Regions from separate parts of the Anas platyrhynchos genome. Here region 1 is linked to region 2. The links are chromatin contacts, called in public Hi-C maps. All regions are on one chromosome and are shown on one strand. Each heading gives the region's core, a stretch centred on a gene start, on an enhancer-like site or on the middle of the called end of the contact. The rest is flanking DNA. Distances are from core to core; before and after follow the strand shown. Region 1 overlaps LOC101793658 (E3 ubiquitin-protein ligase KCMF1). Region 2 holds the start of FNTA (farnesyltransferase, CAAX box, subunit alpha).

What was found. Hi-C and Micro-C count contacts between places; a contact is called where the count stands out from the background.
Region 1: a contact with region 2 is called in a Hi-C map of skeletal muscle, with 2.5 times the contacts expected there. The contact joins the enhancer-like site here to the promoter of FNTA in region 2. A contact is called at or near these places in 3 of 8 Hi-C or Micro-C datasets (F5 follicle and skeletal muscle).

What each region holds. Positions count from the first base shown.
Region 1 is chrZ:53,949,650-53,957,263 of IASCAAS_PekinDuck_T2T, reverse strand. All of the region lies in intron 1 of LOC101793658 (E3 ubiquitin-protein ligase KCMF1), which reads right to left. Among named protein-coding and RNA genes, the nearest start is that of FNTA, 46 kb to the right of the region's middle. Within about 2 kb of position 3,998, at least 2 of the 8 cell types and tissues checked have an H3K27ac peak or open chromatin away from gene starts, as enhancers often do.
Region 2 is chrZ:53,902,531-53,910,033 of IASCAAS_PekinDuck_T2T, reverse strand. FNTA (farnesyltransferase, CAAX box, subunit alpha) reads right to left here and starts at 2,421. Exons shown (of 9, transcript XM_038170902.2): 1 at 2,243-2,421; 2 at 1,867-1,952; 3 at 1,136-1,250; 4 at 174-278. The coding sequence starts at 2,370.

The sequences.
Region 1 (7,614 bases), core at 2,749-5,248, 46 kb before region 2:
GAACCCGTTTATTCTCGTCACTTATTCTTAGTCATCCCTTTTAAGAGCAGTCCCACCAAAACTGAGGCCTGTTGCAGTTTTTCCTGTTCTTCTCCAAGCTGACTACCTGGCTGCCAAAACCTCACCCACCTATCTAAACTGAGATCTGGAAACTGAAATACCCAGCCCAGTAATCTTCTCTGACCCTACCACTTCTATTATAGTAAACACTCTCACTTCCTTATGAAAGCTTTGGTTTTCATTTTTCTCGACTTTAATCTTTATGTCAACTGAAATTCCCTACAAAACCCCCAAGCACTCAGCAGTAACATATTCCTGTTAGCATGGTATCTTTCACCAGATGCCAATCTTCCAACATTTCCCTGCATTTACCTTATGTTGCAAATACAGCAGGCATATTACAGATTCAAGAATGTCAGATTATACTGGATGCATCCATATTAATCACAGGTTTAGAGAAAAAAAAAAAAACAGGCTCTGGAAGGATTCGTTTTGAAGCGAGGAACAAAAGCAAACAACCAACCGAAAGAAAAGACTGAACAACGTGTGACAAAGATTTAGATAGTCAGCATACAATTCTGACTGGTGCAATATGCTAATTAATGACTTTTAAGAAAATGCTTGAGAGAAATCCTCTTAGCCCAGAAGGAATTGCTATTCATCGAGAACGTTTGAACACAGAGTAAGAAATAAACATTTTAGTTACAGTTTAGGTTTTCAATTCATTACCATAGATTATCCCATTTCTTCCTCAAATTTTCTTCTACGTTGCTGCTGCTGTGCCAAGTACTCTCATACACTGCCTAACATGCTAAGTAAAAATTTCCTGCTCTCTGACAAAGGTTGGGTTTTTTGTTCTGCCTTTTAAATGCAACTCTGTTCCACTAGAGGGTAGCATTGTGCTAACAGCTAAAGGGGTTCGGTTCATCCTACCTTTCACTACCCAACTTCTGAAGGCTGCTTCAGCAGCATCCCTTTGCAATGCCCACAGTCACAACTTTGCATTTTGAGTGAAATCAGTCAGGAGGTACTTGACAGTCTCATTAATAAACTGTTCTTCTTCTTTCATACAAAATTCTTCCTTATATATCAAATCATTCCACATCAGCACCTAATCAAGGGCAACGACCTCAGGAAGATATTGTCACACCAGCATTTTATGTAAAGGATGCTGAATAGTAATTTGTTTGTTTGTTTAAAAAAAAAAAAAAAAAAAAAAAACCACAATCCTCTCCCACCCACAAACACCTTTGTCACTTTGATCCTGACAATCAAAAACCCTTTGCTATTATGACAAATAAAAAAAAATTAGTTTTGCTAAGAATTAATTATCATCAAATCAACCTCTGCTGGGTCTAACAGAGCGACCAAAGAAAGCATAAAATCTGATTTCGTAACAGGGAAAAAATGCTGGACAGACGTGGTTCAAATGCTAAGTATGTTGGGACTAATTTGTTTTTACAATTGCAAACAAACCTGAGGTGTAAAATCAAGTAAGATATTCTGCAAGTCAAAAAAAAAAATTACTGCCTTGAATAGACACATTTATAACAGAGCAGAGGGGTTATTCCACCACACACACACACTCTTGGCTGCCCAAAATACTATGGACTTTTAATATTATTCTGATTGCTCAACAATCTGTTCCAGATAAAAATTATCGGAGAAAATGTTTATACAGCACACACAAGACTGTTCAGACCTACCAAGAGACCATAGAAGTAACATTACACAAAAATTACGGCCTAAATGCAACAAAATCTTGTATACGTTTGTAAGACTGACAAATGAAGCAACACAGGCATTACTTTTTTTTTCAATATTTCACATGGGAAAGCACAGAGGCTGAACCCTACTCACTACTGGGCAGAGAAAGACCACAACTTTGATGTTTTTCTCAATGAAAAGCAACAGCATTTGCCAGCAAAATTCAAGAGGTAATTTAAAACCTAGTTTAGATCCCTGAACCTCGAGACATACGATCTGGGAACAAATATAACATGTACAGCATGAGAACATAACGAGTACCTCAGAAGTGGTTTCCTTCTGACTGGCTTCCTGCTCAGGATGGACAAGATTTTAATGAGGAGAAGGTAATGGTTGTCAAGTGGAGTATAAAAGTCATCCCTTAAAAAAGCAATCTAAGAGAGCTTCAATAGATATATGTTGCAAAGCAACAGGATGATGGGTATACCCACACAATGCAACAGATTTATGAGGTATTAATTCTCCTCAGGAGTGGAAAGCATACGAGCTACGCTGCCAGATGCAACACGTCACCAGGAATTTGTCTTTGAGAAGGAAAATCTGAAGTCATTTGTAAAACTTCTCAGAACCTCAGCAGAGCAAATAGCTACATGCAGCATTAAAAAAGTCCAAAGGAGAACTTGGCAGGGCTTGTTGTTTTGTTTGTTTTTGCTTATAAAGAACATGCAACCACACATGTGCCATACAGAGGTACTGGAACATGTTCCTGTCTCAAACAACAAACTTCAAAAGTGTTAGCAGTACTCTGGACCTATCACATCATTTAACTTTTAGAAATTAAGGGCATAAAGTTCAAGTCTTCTGCCTTTCACAATTACCTTTCGGAAATCCCAACTTCAGCACACAAATGAAAAATAAAACACAGTTGAGCCATCTTCTACGGTATAAAAGTCTTCAACCTGTATAGTGCATTTCATTTTTATATTCTGAAGATCATAAGTAACACTCCTTAAAATATGCATCTGATAATTTTCAATGTAAGATGTTTTTTCAGTGTTTTTTTTTTTTTTTTTAATACATTTGCTTGACACTAACCATCTCATCTGTAGTCTACACGTCAACCTCTGACCTTAAAGCAGTAAATTCTGCCCAATTTTTCAGTTCCTTCTGGGTCTGAAGCTAGGAAAATATATGCCACTTGATACCATTAAAAGAATATTAAGCCAAACATTTCTTAGTTTAGTATCCCCACCTCTCAGTACTGCCAAATTTGAGAGGTTGACTTACAGAAACAGCAATTTTTGTTGTTCGCGTGAAAAATTCACCAGAAGTTCAGCAACGCCAGCAAAGTCTGATTTTAAGCATCTTAAATGTTACCTAAAGCAGAATACAAACACAAGCATCATGGAGACAGATGTACTACACTGCACATACTCCACCATTCCCGCAGCTCCAAGTGCTGAACAGAAAACCCACACGTCGTGTCCTTTAGCTACTCGAGGTAACTAAAAATGCTCTGTCTCCTCACGCATCCCGTGAGTAACAGGGCTGAACACGCAGCATCTTCCTACAGCAGCGTGGAAGAGGAAGCAGCCAGACTAGCACACCTCCTAAAAGAGCTGACAGGCCTGAAGCTGCAGGCAGGGATGATGTAGACTTGCATTTGGGAAGAGATGGGGGAGAAAAGGAAGGAGTGGTGGCTGTATCAGTCCAGAAGGGCAGAAAGGCTTTTGATGGCTCCCCACAGCAGCAATCCCCTATCTGCCCCTACCATGACAGTAACCTTTTCCCCTCCGTAATTTCCTGGTTCTCTGATCACGCCTTTCAACTCCTACACCACAAACCTTAAACAGCTGACTGCCTGCATGCCAGGGAGGACTGTCCCAGACACAAACTTGTACCTGGCCAGGTAATTAATTAAGCAAATTACCTTAAGGCCTAGGTGTAAGGCATGGCACAGTTGTACTACATGGCTTCATCCTGCTTTTTCTTAACTTGAATTTGCCAATGTTTTAAGTCACTCATTTCTGTTTGATTACACAAATGGTTCTAATCATGCTGTACTAAAACCAGCCAACGAACAAAATAACCATTACGATAATGCACAATCCCCTTCAACACCACAAAAAACGCACTGAATACCAAAAGAAAGTCACTCAGTGCTTCACTCCCCCTGGTCCAACTTTGAGAGGGAGGCCGCAGTATCTAAATGCAACAACCAAGGCTGTTTCTATTCCTCCCAGGAACGCCCTTGAGATATACCCAATTATTTGTACGTCAAGATCTTAATTAAAAAAAAAAAATCAGAAGCAGTTTTACTTCAAGGCTTTAGCTCTCTGCCAGGCCAGTTTGAGGCCTCTCCCCTGTACCAATGGCGCTGCCCAGCAGATGGCATCGCATCACACAGCGACATTCCCGCAGCAGGGCCAAGAACAGTTTTGCCACCATTAAAGCAAAAATAAATGTGAAGTGCAACATTTTTTTAAAAATAGATCCCAGAAACACCAGCGGTTTCGCTACTACAGCAGTAGCTGAAACCGACCAAAAGAGGGAAGTTATTTGCTTACAACCCCAGTCAGATGACATAACAGCAATCTCATAAACCCCGACTGTGAAACTTTTTCTTTTTAAATATCACCTTTTCCAAAAGGAACAGCAAAGAACAGCAAAATCAGTATGAATTTACTGAACACTGTCCAAAAATAAAAAAGTGATCAATTACTCAGATCGTAATGTACATTTGCCCAACTACCAATTCACCAAAAAAGGTGATACGATACAAATACTTCTGTCAGATGAGCTTTAACTATTATTCATTCTGTCTTGGAGCAGACAAAAATAGGTTCTGCACACACACCCATAACCTTGATCAGTTCCCAACAACCCCAATCATGTATTTTCTCTGCACAACAAGAGCAATCACATCCTTCCTAAACATTTCTCATACAATCCTGATATTTTTCCATCTCTTCAAAAACACCTACGAGACATCATGAAAAACATAAAAGAAAAAAATAGGAATTGCTCTAGAAGCTGCTGGAGACACTGGACTTGCAACGTAGACATCATTTTACTGAGAGTCACTGTACTGTCTACGCTCCAAAATGACGACTTCCATGGCAAGCAAGGAGGAATACTTTTGCATCCTCCCTAACCAGAGAAGGACAAACTTACCTATACTGTGGAGAAAGCAGAGGAAATACTGCATATCCCTGTGCCAAAATGCAGAAAATAAGCTTGGATTAAAAGAGGATTTTAACAGGCTCGTAGGAGTCCTGGGCAACCCTCCCAGGTAAGAGGAGAACGCAGCTGCAGGAGACCAATTCTAACATGTATTTATTTATATATATATTTTTAACTACCCTACCCTGTTTCTGTCTAAGGATTTATTTCTATTCTTTAGCAAAAAACTACCTTGGAATCCGCCTTGAAACCTCCTACAATAATATTTCCTATGCCTCCTGTTTTATTACTTTTACAAGTTACTGCAAATAACCACAAAACAAAAGGCAAACCATTTCCTCACAGACACATTAGAAAATAAAAACAAAACACCTTAAACAACAACACGGGTGTATTAAATAGTCACTACCATCCTAAACAGTGAGTTGTGTGCTTCCTACCCTGATCAGGCTCTTCACCAGTTGTTCCTTGAAATCACGGAGAAAACTAGGTTATAGCTTTAAGCCCTGGCCTCCTAAAGCATGCAGATGTCGTCACTGAGAGTACCACGGACTTCTGTATTTTTAACAGAAAATGTTAAATGTCTTCTCAGATGGAGATACTACAATTAACATATCCAAATATTTAAAATGCAGCAAAATTCTTAGCATGTCATGAGAACTGATTCACAAAGGCGTGCTAGACATACTTAACAGACCTTTGAAGTAGAACCAAAAACAGCCTACATTGCAATGACTTATGATTGACCAAATTTGGGTTTCTAATTGAATATTTGATTTTTTAAAAATGATAGAAATAATTTGATTTTTGATTTGATAGATTTTTGGTAACGTTTTATACAAATCTAATCCTTCATTAATATAATTTAATTTGACCTTCAAAACCATCACAATGTGAAAGCCTGCTAAAATATTGTAAACACATTAAACAAATTTCAACACATTTATTAGGGCACAGAAAGTTTGTAATGTGGCAGCAAAGGAACTGGCACCAGACACGATCTTATTTAACAACACTGTTAATCTGGAAAATGGCAAACAGCATGTGAATTCTATTAACACAAAAATACTTAAACAGAGGAAAGCTGTAAACAGTGCCAGGGCTAGAAAATAACAGCAACAGCACTGGGCTGTTACTACTTACCCTGTATCTAGTAAAATCAATAGCAAAGTTTCTTATTTAAGAGACAAAGACAAGTTCCTGAGTTTATTTTAGGCCAAAAAAAAAAAAAAACAGAAAAAGGTGAACATCAACTGAAAAGGAACTGGGATGGGAGGAAGAGCATCACACAAGAATTAGTTTTATCAGTGTTAAAAATGTGAATAATCACAGAGCAAGTTCCGAAGAGAAGTTAAACAGAAGAACTGGTACTTCTCTGTTGAGCCCTGCAAGAATTAGAGGCAGTCTTCTCAGAAAACACCCTGCATATTTTGATTAAGGGTGTTATTTAAGAAGAGTAACAAAAAAAAAAAAAAAGAAAAAAAAACACAACAGGTAGAACAAGACATGTCCAATCAGGCACTGGAGGGCACCAATTAGTATGGCTCAACTCAACTGAGCAGAAAAGTAGAAATGCTTGACAGCCTCAACTCCTTTTTCTATGAGCCACTGTTATAGGCAGGCAAGAGAAAAACATCAATATTCAGAACACCTGGAAGAGTCAAAATTCATCAGCTTTCCCTGTAAAATTTTGCAAAAGGCTTAGCAGAAATTAAATACTTCATTGAGGTACACCCTGTACGTAGCTGCTGTGTCCAAATCAGATACTCAGCTTGATTTATTTTTGATCTGTCGGACTCGCTCCTAACCCTCTTATACCTAAAACATTCACAAAATAAAAAAAGCATGGCAACCTTTTCTCCCATCCAGCACAGAGGAGAGGCAAGATTTTGCACAAGCAGGAGTGCAGCAAGCATGCAGCACTGTCTGGGCAACCACAGGGCTAGAAGGAGGAGACAGAGGGTTTCAAAAACTCTCACAAGGCATTGACTGGGAGAACACGACCCATGATAGCCGAGACTTACAGGACAGATTTGCACAAAGTGGTTTGGAAATACGCAGGCTTTTCACGTCAGGAAAACAAAACCAGAAAGCAGCTGGAAGAGGGATGTGGAAAGAAGAGCAAGTGATTCTCCTCACTGAAGTGTATCAGCAACATCCAATACAAGGCAGGCAGCTGTAGCTGGATTCCTCCCTGTTACCCCACCAGGTTTATAGAAACGAACACAGTAACACTTTCAAACCTACAGCCTACTTTCAACATTTCCATTTTGTACGGTGCCACGGATGGCGCAGAATAAATTTATCTTCCTTTAATACCACGAGAGGTCTCAGAGCTTATAAAAATAATCCATTTTTTCCAAACACAAACGAGAATGCTAACATGAATGTACTTTAAAAACGGCAATAGGAGGTTAAAATCCTACAGCGCATTTGTTTCAGTAGTGGCAGTGTTTTATTCTGGGCTCTTTCTCATGCATTTCTCTTACTACGAACATAAACCAACTGCCTTGCCAACCACTTCTACTCCCTGCCACAGGGAACAGCTTCTCAGGCAGATAACATGCCCACAGAAGCTACACGTGTTCGTGATGAAAAAGCTGAAAAGTGCTGTGGGAAATGTAGTCTCCCAAAGCAAAAAAGGTTTCATGCCTACTTCAGTCAAGCTTTGAATTTGTTCCATTACTCTCTCCCCCTCTTTCTGAATTTTCTGCTTCTTTGCTG
Region 2 (7,503 bases), core at 1,172-3,671:
TGACAGTGTTGCAACTCCATCTTACTCCTCTGCTACTGGCACTGTATTACACACAGGAAACAACTTACGAACCTTTAGTATCAATTAGCACAACTTATTCTAGAGAATTAAAACAACAACAACAACAAAAGATCTGTAGAAACTTTAAGAACTGAAAAGAAAATGTGGTTTACCAGACTTGATAGTTCTTTGGTTGGTCTTCAATAATAGCTGTAATGTACTTAAGCTCCTCATAAAGATCCTTTCCTAAGGACTGCAGGAGGACCCTCCGGAAGTGCCTGTACAAAAATCAAGCATTCAGACACTTCAGCAGACTTTCCCAGAATTCCTAGAATTTCCTAGAATTCGTAAAAGAGCCTTTCTTTGCAGTTCTTCATATAGATACTGAGTCTAAAAGAAGTGCAAAGAGCTAAGTCACATATCCAGTCCTATTAAAAGTCATTCAATTACTGAAAAGCTGGACAGCTTGATTATGACTGGTTATAACAATGTTATCTAAAATCACAGAAATCCTAGGTTTCACGTCAACCTCTGTCTACCCACACTAATTTCATCATCGCAGAATCCATGCCTTTGTGCTTGAAATAATGTAGGCTTTCTGATTCTATGCAAGATAGTGGGCATAACAGGGGTATTTGCTGGCATTTGTGAGTTAAAGAGTCCTGCTCTGAGTATTAGAAATTCACTGCTTATTTATCATATAGGTATTAACCAGAGAGATTTTTTAAAATGCACTATTTAGTATTATACAGCTATCTAGGACTGAAGCAGTAACTACCATACTTTGATGCCTCTTCTTGAAGTTACTCGAAGGAATATGCACCCTTTTGCCAAGGTTACATCGTTGTTTAAAATTAAATCATTTACCTGCTGAAATTCTTGTTATAGCTAATCCTGACTTTGCTTGATAACATCCTCAAAACACAATGAATGAAAAGCAGTGAATCAATACTAGACATGGAAAATAGTGAACATGGGCTTTCTTTAGAAGCTCAATGGGAGTCTACAGTATTCCCCCGCATAAACTCAGCTAGCTGTGCCCCAATTATACCAACGATATTGTCAGAGATGTAAGAGGTTGGCAATCAACTGACAACAGAAATAATTTTGGGTAATAATCTTAGCGATCACTTACCACACTGTGTAGTTTGCAGCATTTAACTCAATGGCATCTGCTGTTAGCTTGAAAGCTCTTTCACTTCTCTCATCCCGCTGCAGAACAGCCCGGAAGTAATCATAGACATCTCGAACTAGACAGAGAACAGCATCTTACCCAGCGCTGTGAGAAAACGGCCTGACTAAGGGGTAACGTTAATGACCCCCATGAAGTATGTGAAGTAGGAAGTAACTTTAAGTACAACTCCTTAAAATGATAGCTACATACTGATACAATATGCCTGTTCATTGAAGCCTCTAACGACACTGGTGTACTCAAAACACACTATCTGAAAAATATCCCAAACAATCTGCTTTATGCTGCTTAATCACACTATCCCCCCAGATGCAGTAATTTCATACATGTCTCTTCAACACGTGGGCTAGCAATGCCTTACCGGGTGAACTATACTGTCTGCTACAGTCCTCGGGCTGCATGATTTTAAGGTACAACCTTGCCTATCAACACTTGACGTAAATACTCAGCTTCAGAGATGCCCGGTGCAAAGACCACGTGCAGCTGCCGTAAGACACGAGATACAAATCACTTTCTTTTTACCAGGACAGGCGCTCTGGCAAATATATCACCCAAAACACGGAAATGTGATGTGTTATCCGGCACTAGCGCTGCTTTAGCAGTGGGTAAGGACAGCCAAAAACTGAATCGCGTTGTATTTCCCCCGGATATACGTGTATAGATTCACAACTCACACTTCTCGCTGTAGATGATCTGGACCACAGGGTTCGGCCCGTCGTCCTGCGGGACCGGCTCGATGTCTGCCCACTCCTTCCTGTCCCTGCAAACGCATTTCGAGGAGGAGCTCGGCTTAGTGCAGGGCTCTCAGCGTCACCTCAGGGCTGGGCTGGGCGCTCCTGGGGGTCTGCGCTTAATTCACTTACCTGGGGGGTCAGTGATAACTGCACCCACCTCCCCCCGGGCCTCGCCTTCCTCCCCCCCCCCCCATCCTCCTCATCCTCCTCATCCTCCTCATCCCCCCACAGGTGAGGCGCCCGTCACGGGGCGGACAGGGGGCACCTCACCCCGTCCTATCCCACCCCACCCCACCTCATCCCGTCCCTACAGCACCTATAGAGCACGTAGCCGCTGTCCTCGCCCTCCTCGTCCTCCAGCAGCTGCCCGAAGCCGCCGAAGCCCTCAGCGCCGGGCTCCCCCTCGGCCTGCAGCGCGGCCGCCGCCGTCCCCTCGGCCGCCATGGCGCCGCCGACGGCACAGCGCCTCCTGGCGCCGCGGGGGGAGGGCGCGCATGCGCCGTGTGGCTGTGGTGGTGTGTGTGGGGGGGGGCATGGCGCCGTGCCGCCCCGCGCATCGCCTCAGGGGCATGGCGGGGGGTGGGGGGGCGTCAGGGAGCGGCTGTGCTGTTGGCTGCTGTGCTGCTCAGCGTGCGGTGTTGTGGCTGGTATAAATAAAAATGTGGAAAAACAAGAAGTGAAGGAAAAGGAGGCACTTTGCACGTCAGTAGTGGTTCTTGTTCTTATGGGGTCCTGCCCTCACACATAACCAGTGATAGGACCAGAGGGAATGGCCTCAAGTTGCGCCAGGGGAGGTTCAGGTTGGCAATGAGGAGCCATTTCTGCTCAGAAAGAGCAGCCAGGCACTGGGACGGGTTGCACAGGGAGGTGGTGGAGTCACCGTCCCTGGGGGTGTCCAAGGACTGGCTGGACGTGGTGCTTAGGGACAGGGTTCAGTGGGTGATATGGGTGGCAGGGGGGTGGTTGGACCAGGTGATCTTGGAGGTCTCTTCCAACCCTAACAATTCCGTGATTCTGCGATTTTATGATTGGGGTTTGCAGGTGCAAGGCGTGAGACCAACTTGTCCAGAATAACCCCACAGGAGCACACGGGAAAACTGCCACAGGGGCTCTGGAAAACACAGCTACAGCAGCTGGTGTGAAAAGTTACAGAGCTGCAGGTAGCAGGGCCCTAGCTGACTTGCAGAAAACAGACTCCACAATCAGTAAGATTGTACAGTAGGTGTGTTTATTCAGTGCTTGGCGGCACAGGGGGTTAATCCCACCAAAGCTGTGCACACCTGATGTGTCAACTTGCCTTTGTTATATGCAGTAAAGAGTTACATATGCATGAAGTTTCACAATATGCCTATACATGTTCATAACCTGTCCCTGCTTCGTATTAAAATTAGTTCCAAGGAATCATCTCCATAAACTCCTCCCATCTGCACTTGCGCAGTGTATTCTGGTGGTGGTCGTCAGGGGTCATGGGGATGAAGATTGATGACTCCTCCTTGTCACCGCTAGTTGACATCTTGTCTTTGTGCAGACTCAGTTGCTCCTTGGCTCTTGTCCATCTGCAGGACCAGTATCTACCAGTTTCACAAGACAGACTCACACTCTTATTAGGAGACTGACCTTGGTAAGGGGCCCAAGGCTTTTTGCACCGTAGTTAGCAAAGACACTAAGTAGGATCCTAGTTTAATGCCGTCAGCACTCTGTCTCTACTTGATAAGATTCTCCTAACACCCTCTCTCATAGCATCGCTGATGCTAAGGCATTTAGATGCACCTCTAGCAGCAATGCTCCCCCCACCATGGAAACTCACAAAAGGGAATCATTTTTGAGGTGGCCTTGTGACAGTTCAAGGTTGAGAAATCTGGTCTGTGTAAAAGGTGGTGTTGGAAGGAGGCCTTGAAACAGCCAGTTATAACCAGTGAATGAAACTGTGGAAGTCAGGAGATCCTCTGAAGTGAAGTTGGTCAGTGGGACAAAGCAGCTGGGGGGAGATAGTCCTTAGGAAAAGCAGCAGACCCAGTGTTACAGGTTTACAATCAGTGCCATGCTCAGATGCTTCAAAGAGGGGAGGGTTAAAAACCAGCTGAGCACAAATGTAGCAAGGGCTGTGCATATCTGCACCTCAGCGGTGTTAACAGGATGGTAGGAAATGATTCAACTTGTGGCAAAAAGGGTTATAGTCTCCAAGTCTGAGGTGCCCAAGTTAAAAAGAGCTGTAGGTGTGTCCCTTCTTTTACAAAAATTTTACAGAAAGAATAATGGTGTCAGAGCAACAAGAAAGGAATATAAAGACAGAGCTGGAAATCAAAACACAAGATCCAGGACAATGAAGGATTGGGCCCTCAGGTTCTTTTTGTGGCGCTGAGCAGCTTTGTCTCCTTTAGGAAGTCACTTGACCTCTTTGCTTTGCTTTCCTTTCCTCTCTGCCTTTTTCCTGCCTTACCTATTTTAATGATACATGAAAGGGGACATGATCTGTTTCTGCCGGTCTGTTAATTCAGTGACTGGAGTGCAGATTTTGTTTGGTGCATCTGAGTACTACAGTAACGTAGAATGCAATAATAACACAGTGGAGGGAAAAAATAAAAACAAAACAAAACAAAACACAGCAATCTATTGAAAGGTTGCTTCAGATTACAGAGATATGAATCAAACAGAACAGGAATGGAGAAATACATACACAGAAACAGAGAATATATCCAGCAGTACCTAGGTGAAAGAAAAGAAGCTATACAATGCAGAACATTATTATTAAAAAAAAAAAAAAAAAAAAGAGCCAAGACTACTTTTTCTAAAAAGAAATAAGGAATATTGAAAATATAAACTAATCAGAGAAAATGCTACAAGAGTGATCACACTGCAGCAAAGTTGCTGGGTGACCTATTTCGTGGTGGAAGATCACAAGATGATAAAAATGGTTGAAATGAAGAAAATCCCAGATTGCCAGTGTAAACAAAGGGCAGAAAAACTACAAAGTAGTATGCCTGTTATGTAATCAGACTAATTAAAGAGTTATGAGACTTACAGGATAACCAGGCTCTATCATTGCTAGTCCTTTTTAAAAGACAGCCTTAGGCACAAAAGTTTTATTTGCTTACTGAGGAGAGCAGGAACTCATTCATCATATTACTGTTTTTTTACACGGTACTGTAAGTAAATTGCCCTTTTCCCACGTTTGCTAAAGTTTAAAACTTGAAGTGCAGCGTTCAGCCTAAATGTGCCATTGAAAACTGCTGCTATGAATGAGAATTGGAGATTTGTTAGTCTTTGTGGTCTAATAAGACCATTCAGCTTGACCTATGTTTCTCCTCTAAAAACTTGCGAATATATGTCTGAATGAAAGAGAGAAACATCAAAGGCAGCAGATTTCCTTGTTAGCGTGCAGAAGGGAAAGACATGCTGACCTGTGGAGGGACAGGCTGCCTGGTGATTTCATCAGATAGCAGTGACTCTCCATGGGCAGAAAACACTGAAGATACAGATCTTTAGGAAGTCTGGTTTATTAGCTCTGCTTGTTGGAGCAACAATTTGTTGTTTTTTTTTTTTTTTTTTTTTTTTTTTTTTGTCGTGCTTCCTCCATGATGACCTGCCCCAACACCCATGCCTTCGCTTGTGCTGGCCCAGCTCGTTAATGTTGGTAACAGGCCAGATCCTGCAATAGGCGCTTCTTTCCTCAGAGTGGCATATCAGGACAAGAAACGAAATTGGATTTTTCTGATACCAGCCGCTGGATGGAGCTGGTCCAAGAATATCTTGCTGATAGCATGGGGTCGACAGCGTCTGACAGCCATCCCACCGCCCTCAGGACTAGCTTCTCTATTTTCAGTTTGAATCTGTGAATTGTTGGGGTCTATGGACAGTGTCTGAGGACTGGGTGGGTGGTAACTGGGAACAGCAAGCCTGTTGCCAGGAGGCTAAAATGCATTACAAAGAAATTCTGCCCTCGTGAGAGCAATTTAGGAGTCTGCAGACTGGGGGAGCTTGAAAGCCTTGAGTATAACTAAATTTTAAAACGAGGGACAAAACCAAAACCTAATGGGATCAAAGCAAATCCTTCCATTAAGTGTACCAGGCTTCTATCTATCTCCGTCTGCTCCATTTGATTTATGGGCTGCTTGTGGCATGCTAGCTTCAGTCCTGTCCGCCTCATGGCACCCTGCAACCATTAGTCAGGCCTCCAAAAGCAAGAGTCTGCCTTAGCATGGATCCGCTTTACAAAATAATAGTTGGAGTTTCTTGCTACATGCCTCCCGGCCCAGAGTCAGTGGAGCAGATCTGTGCTGCAGTTCTAATATCTGTAGCCATGCTTGGCAAAGCCTACTTAAGCCCCACCTGAAGCTTCTACTTACAAATGTTACCCCAGCAGCTAGGATTTTGGGGCAGAAACAAAAGAGGTGTGATGAAACTCTGAATGAGGAGCGAGGGATAAATGAATCTGTTATGTCCTAGCACCACAGTACACTTTTTTTTTTTTTTTTTTTTTTTTTTTTAGCCTTAAGAGGAGCCTAGTAGCTCAGGGGGATCAGAGCTCTGTGGAGCAGTGAGAGCAGCAAGAGGTGGGCCCTGCTGCAGCAGGCTGCAGTCAGCCACAGATATAGCGAAAGGGTGGGAGAGGAAAGGGGACAAAGACAGCATGGCAAAGATCACTTGCACTGTTGTTTGGGTTGTGTGTTTTCTGCTGGGTGCTCTGTGAGCCTTTCAGGAAGTCTACAGGCCTGACCCACAGTGGAATAAGGAGATGAGTTGTGTGTTTAACATTTGGATAACCTATGTCACTCAGACATGTCAGCAGAGGCACATCAGGCTTTCCCTCTGCCACCTCTGGGATGCTTCCACCCTCTGCTCCCCTGGTGCTCCTCCTGCACCTCTGCTGCCCTTCACACCCAGGCTGTGCCCCCTCCTCAGCCCCTGTTCCTGGGCTGGGCACTTTTACTCTTGTGGGAGAGGAGATGGAGGAAGAGTTGTTTTGCATTTGTTTTCCCTTAATGTTTGAAGCGTCAAATAATGGTGTTTTGGCCTGTTTGTGTATGAGTAGTGTGTAAGTAGAATGGTTTGGGTTGGAAGTGTCCTTAAAGATCCATCTTGTTCACAAATACTTATGGACAAATACGTGCAGGTATCAGACACCTTGGCATTAAAACAAATGTGTTACCATGTAGATCCATGTTATAAATGTGGACATGTATGGTTATGTGTACATATCAAACGGATAAACGTAATCTCTGCCCTGAGCCAGCACGACCAACATTTTAAGGGAAATATCTTTCCCTACATACAGCAAATGCCAGAAACTGCACAAAGAGGGCCTCAACTTCTGGAAACCCCGAGCTGATCTGGATCACTACTCGCAGCCTGGCAGGGATGCCCTGCAAGTCTGGCAGCACGTCGCAGCCGTAGCCCTTCTTGTGCTCGGGGTGCCTGCCTCAGCTCTGAGCCTGAGGGATGAGGGATATGTTCCCTCTCTGTGAGACGGGGCCGGCCAGCAGGCACTTGAGTGCTTCCCAACTTCCATGACGCATTTTTTTTTTTTTTTTTTTTTTCTGACAACCCTCTGGCTTGGCGCAGTGGAGCTAAGCCCTC